Regions from separate parts of the Mus musculus genome. Here region 2 is linked to region 1. The links are chromatin contacts, called in public promoter capture Hi-C maps. All regions are on one chromosome and are shown on one strand. Each heading gives the region's core, a stretch centred on a gene start, on an enhancer-like site or on the middle of the called end of the contact. The rest is flanking DNA. Distances are from core to core; before and after follow the strand shown.

The links. Promoter capture Hi-C pulls out the DNA fragments that hold promoters and counts their contacts.
Region 2: a contact with region 1 is called in a promoter capture Hi-C map of epiblast stem cells, with 3 times the contacts expected there. The contact joins the enhancer-like site here to the promoter of Spdef in region 1. A contact is called at or near these places in 9 of 39 promoter capture datasets (Sertoli cells, embryonic stem cells, epiblast stem cells and 4 more), 8 of 484 Hi-C or Micro-C datasets (CD4 T cells, the N1E-115 cell line, cerebellum and 4 more), 5 of 115 datasets of contacts at active chromatin or transcription factors (cardiomyocytes, embryonic fibroblasts, embryonic stem cells and 2 more) and 1 of 9 other capture datasets (adipose tissue).

What each region holds. Positions count from the first base shown.
Region 1 is chr17:27,727,508-27,730,207 of GRCm38.p6, reverse strand. It overlaps Spdef (SAM pointed domain containing ets transcription factor), which reads left to right and starts at 1,257. Exons shown (of 6, transcript NM_013891.4): 1 at 1,257-1,655.
Region 2 is chr17:27,760,554-27,763,312 of GRCm38.p6, reverse strand. The region is part of intron 4 of Ilrun (inflammation and lipid regulator with UBA-like and NBR1-like domains); the gene reads left to right. Among named protein-coding and RNA genes, the nearest start is that of Spdef, 33 kb to the right of the region's middle. Within about 2 kb of position 1,447, at least 38 of the 459 cell types and tissues checked have an H3K27ac peak or open chromatin away from gene starts, as enhancers often do. A contact at or near this core is called in cerebellum and epiblast stem cells, where this site is marked.

The sequences.
Region 1 (2,700 bases), core at 8-2,507:
CATTTCTAAACTGAATTACTGCCTCACGGCATCTCTGCTGCCTTTCTCATAGGCTGAGTCTGAAAACTCTTCATCAAATGACTAGTGAACGCAACAGATGTGTCCTGGGCTGCGTAGTCAGCCCAGCCTGCTGTGGGAAGACATTAATGTGGGTCAAGGTAAGAGGATAACCCTGAATGTCAGGTGGCTTTCCCCAAGCCCATGCTATGGGAGGTCACGTGATTACTTTTGGAGTTGGAAGGCTGCAGTGAACACTTTGGGGGCTGGAGAGAGAACTCAGCAGTTAAGAGCTCTGGCTGCTCTTGCAGAGGACCAAGGTTCAGTTCCCAGCACCCACAAGGCAGCTCACAACTGCCTATAATTCCACTTCCAGGGGAATCCAATGCCTTCTCTTCTGAAACACACACACACACACACACACACTAAAATACTTTTTAAAATTTAAAACCTATGATAGTCAGGTGTGGTGACACCTGTCTGTAATCCCAGCACTTAGGAAGGCAGAGGCAAGTGGGGCTCTATGCCTTCTGGGCCATCCCAGACTCCATGGTGAGACCCCCCCGTGATTCAGCTGACAGGACGAGAGCTGCATTCGGGGGTGATTATGTCAGGGTGCATTCAGCTCTGCTCTGGGACCTGAGAAGAAGCCAGAGCATTCTGTTTGTTGCTTCCTGAGTACGTGAAGGAGCCTGGGGACCTGGGCCAATGGACAATGCCACCTCCAGGAAGTCTTCACTGATTCCCCTGCACCACCTCCAGGAAGCCCTCACTGATTCCCCTGCACCACCTCCAGGAAGCCCTCACTGATTCCCCTGCACCACCTCCAGGAAGCCCTCACTGATTCCCCTGCACCACCTCCAGGAAGCCCTCACTGATTCCCCTGCACCACCTCCAGGAAGCCCTCACTGATTGCCCTGCACCACCTCCAGGAAGCCTCACTGACTCCCTTGGCCTGTCTTGATCTCCAAAGGAGCGAGTGGCCCTGAACTGTCACTGCTACTGCTAATTTGGTCCCGTCCTGGGATGATCCCTCTGAGTCCAGATCCTGGTCTCACTGACGTGTTCTTTATGCCTTATGAGCGTGCTGGCAATGGTCATTTAAAGGAGGGAGGGCCCGAATCCTCCTTCCCTCAGGAGGCAAGGCCCTCAAGGGTTAACCAGGAGCTGCCTGCGGTCTGAGGTAGGCAGGGAAGGAGCGTATTTGTTCAGGTAAATAAGGAAGGATTACTTATAATGGGAAAGCTGGCGGGCTAACTCTGCATCTTACCCCTGACTTCCTTCCAGCACATTCCTGCAGTCCCTCTGCCTTCCGTCCATCTGTCCGCTCTGCCTCCCACACCTAGCACCCCAGCCCGCTGCTGCCCCGGTGAGAACCCCCAGCTTGGGCCTTGTCATGGTGCCAGCAGGTGGCCCTGAGCTTCTGACAGGGGCCTGCCTATAGACCTGCAGGCCTGAGGCCTCAGACTCACACTCAAGGGGCAAGAGGCCCTGGTGGCCCACCTAAGAGCCACCTCTGTCCCCAGCCCTGCTGGCCCCACTGATGTCTGACTGAGACCCAGCAGTGACCCTGAGCTGCCTGCCCACTGCCTCCTCCTGGTCCCTGAGGTTGGCTCTGCCGAGGACGGACGACTCTTCTGACAGCAGGCGGCTAACGGGTGAGTGTGGTAGGAGCCAGCACGCCCTTCCGTGGGGTTCCCTGTCACCTGTGGGAGGCTGGTGGCTGACACAGAGTGGAGACGTGCTTTGCAAGCTTGTGTTCCCGACACCAGGAACTCTGACACTTGAGTCCTGTTCTTTCCATATGCTGCCAGATCCCTTGTTGGGTCAGATCCAGAGCCTATGGGACACCCCTTCTTTCTGGGGGCCCCATGTCCATGGGCCTGGCACAGAGCCCCTCCTACACAGGTTGAGGGGAAAATAGCCATGTGGATGTCTAGCTAGCTCCCCTGGGGCCGGGTCAGCTCTGCCCTGAAGGTGAAACCCAGGCAGACCACAGGCCACTGCCACCTGGGCTGCTCTGCCAGAGGGAAGGAGCAAGTGTCTTCTGGCTTGGCCTCCATGGACAGACAGAGGCTCACGACATGGACAAAAGCAAGAGAGACAGGTGGAGAGCCCAGGAAAGTGGCAGAGCAGGGTAGCACAGACTAGCAGTCTGGAGGGGGGGCACCACAGAGTAAACATAGGCACTGGATAAGCAAGAGGGGCCATATCTTTTGTCTGGACACACAAAGAAAACCATGTGTGTGTGAATGTGTGTGTGTATGTGTGTGTGTGAATGTGTGTATGTGTGTGAATGTGTGTATGTGTGTGTATGCATGAATGTGTATGTGTGTGAATGTGTGTGAATGTATGTATGTGTATGTATGTGTGTATGTGTGTGTTTGTATGTGTATATGTGTGTATGTGTGTGTACATGTGTTCTTGTGTATATGTGTGTATATATGTGTGTATGTATATATGTGTGTGCATATGTATGGGGTGGTGTCATGAGGCACTCAGTTCTCTTCTTTTGTCTATTTTTATTTTATTTTGGGGGGGGTGTTTATTCAGAGGATGGTCTTATTCACTATGTAGACCAGACTGGCCTCTAGCTCATTATGTAAACCAGGCTAGTCTCCAGCTCACAGATCTGCCTGACTCTGTCTTGGTTGCTGGGATTAAAGGTATATGCCATAGTGGCTGGCCTTTGAGACAGGTTGT
Region 2 (2,759 bases), core at 198-2,697, 33 kb before region 1:
TGTGAGGCTGTGGGGCAGCAGGTGCTGTCTGTCCTTCCTGTCTGCAGCAAAGAGCCTTTTACATACACCAGGCAAGCTAAACCCCAGGGCAAGTACGGCCATTTTGTCTCAGCTCTGGGAAGAAGCAGGCTGCTGTTTGTTGTGTGCTTCCACCTTAAACTGGATCACAGCCGGAGCCTCTTAGTATTTCTGCCAAGCCCTGGTTCAGAAGGAGAACATGTGATTGTCTCTGCAGCCTTCTGCTCGTTCCTCCTTCCACTTTGCCATAGCCACAGCCAAGTGCCGTCTGCCTTTCGTGCCCACAATCCCACCTCTACCCTGTATTTTTAGGAATACAAATGTGTGTGTACCAGAGAGAGGGAGTGTGTGCGTGTGTGTGCATCCACGTGCGCGCACGCTCATGCGCCTCTGCCCAGCATTTTTGAAAATACAAACATGCACATGTGTATATGTGCACTTATGCACCATAGTGCTTGTCTGAAGGTCAGAGGTCAGCCCTGCAAAGTTGGTTCTATCTTAATCATTTGGGCCCCATAAATGAACCTGCAGTTGGCAGTAAGCAGTCTTACCTGATGAGCCTTTTGGTGTACCCTGGGGCTAGCTAAAGCATACAAGCATTAATCTCGGACGAAGCACTGGAAGGGTCGGTGTGACCCACAATGTGCTCATGCTGTCTGCACTGTTGGGGCTGAGCCGGTCTTTTACTCTGTGGGTACAGCGGCCACGACTCAAATCTTCTTATCTGCTTTGAAGCAGCCACAGATTTAACGTACTAGCCTGGAATAGCGATGTACACTTTTAATCCCAGCTCTCTGGAGGCAGAAGCAAGAAGATCTCTGTGAGTTCGAGACCAACCTGATTTTATACACACACACACACACACACACACACACACATATATAGAGAGAGTGTGAGTGTGTGTGAGTGTGAGTAAAGGTTCAAGGACAGCCAGAGATAGGGAGAGAGACCCTATATCAAAAAGGAAGGTTAGCATAGTAATAAGGAGCAGTCAGGGGAGGGCCAGTTGAAGTAGGCCCAGCGTGTGACAGTTTACCAGAGACAGTTAGTGTCACTAGCTGGCTAATGATTTCATGAAAGGGCCCCTCTGCAGCTCTCCTGGGTAGTCTTAGTAACCAAGTAGTTCTAGGGATTTATGACTGCCCTGTTCAGGCTCCTCAGCATTTTAGAGGAGGAGCCAGGCAGGTGCTACTCCTGCCCCAGTAAACACCTTGGCCTGGTAAGCTTTCTCTCCGTCGTCAGGGAGGGAGGAGATTCCTGAAGAACGTCTCTGATCTCCTGGGTTCAGATTTTGTTGGCATTGAAATTGCTACTGTGACAAAAGCTTGTATAGTCCCTGAAGTCACAGAAGCAGCTGTCTTCCGTCCCCCAATTGTCCTGCAGAGGGTGCAGTCTCTGTAGTCACTGAAGCAGCTGTCCTCCATTCCCTGATTGTCCTGCAGAGGGTGCAGTCTCTGGCTCTACTTTTTCCTGAGCATGCTCTATAGAGTGGGGACAGTCTCAGCGGCCGGCCTGCTAATTTTGGCAGGCTCTGTTCTACAGAGGCTGTGTAGGATGCTAGGCTCAGAGACAGCCAGTTCAAGCCCCGAGGTAGAGATGTGCCTGGTGGGTTCAAGGAGTGAGAACAAGGTGGGGGTGCTGCAGGGGAGGCGAGGCTGAGTACAGTGTGAAGTCAGGGCAGAAATCAGGTGGCAAAGCTTTAGGGATGTCGTGAAGGACGCCATGGTCACTCTGCCCTGCATAGAACAGAGAGCAGTGGAAGCAGAGAGGCCTCCTCAGCAAGAGCGCACAACGGATGTGGGGTGTGAGGAGAAAAGACAGAGAGGTTAGAAGGGTGGGGTCAGGAGCCGTGCGTTCCATAGAGGGAAGAGCAGCCTCACACTAGATAGGAAGGTTAAGAGAGAAGGATAGGATAGGATCAGAGTTGTACGTCTGAGTGTTGCGTCACACGAATGGCGTCTAACCTTGTATCGCGGTTGTCATTCTCTAGATGATGGCTGACTCGAAGCTGTTGGTGTGTGTAAGAAAGTCCAGAGCCTAAGCTGTGCTCTCAAACACACCTAGAGCATCATTGCTGCAGTTTGCATAGACTCCAACTCAGGCAAAAACTCATACATAGAAATTACAAACCAGTCAGCCAAGCAAGCAAGCAAACCAAAAGGAAGGACGGAAAGAAAAAAGGATGTGCGGCGGCCAGGCATCGTGGTTGCAGATCTTTAGTCTCAGCAGAGGTAGATGGATCTCTGAACTGGAGGCCAGCCTCGTCTAGCCAACTCTGCAGAGTTAACCCTTTTCCCACCCCCACCCACAAAGAAAAACCTTTAAGAAGAAAGACAAAGGCTTGTTATGTAGCTCACACCTCCAATTCTGAGGAGGCAGAAGCAGGCAGACAGCCTGAGATATGCAGCACGTTCCAGGCCAGGGAGGCCACGCAGACAGACCCTGTCACCTACAAGAGAAACCCATCTAAAGCCACACAGGCCTAGAAGCTGAGGCAGGACAAGAGTTTGGGTGACAACCACTAGCAACCCAAAATCCAAGGGAGACAGCCAAGGCCCTGGGTTAGAGATGTCTGTGAGCCACCATGGGCGGGCTTGGAATCAAACTTCAGTCCTTCTCAGCACCCCCCATCCCATCCCTGCTCTAGGACTTCCATAGTTGCAGAGAATAATACAGTAGTCACCAGTGCCTGCCACCTTTCCACGGCACTTAATAGTAGGCCGTGGCCAGAACCCAGTTAG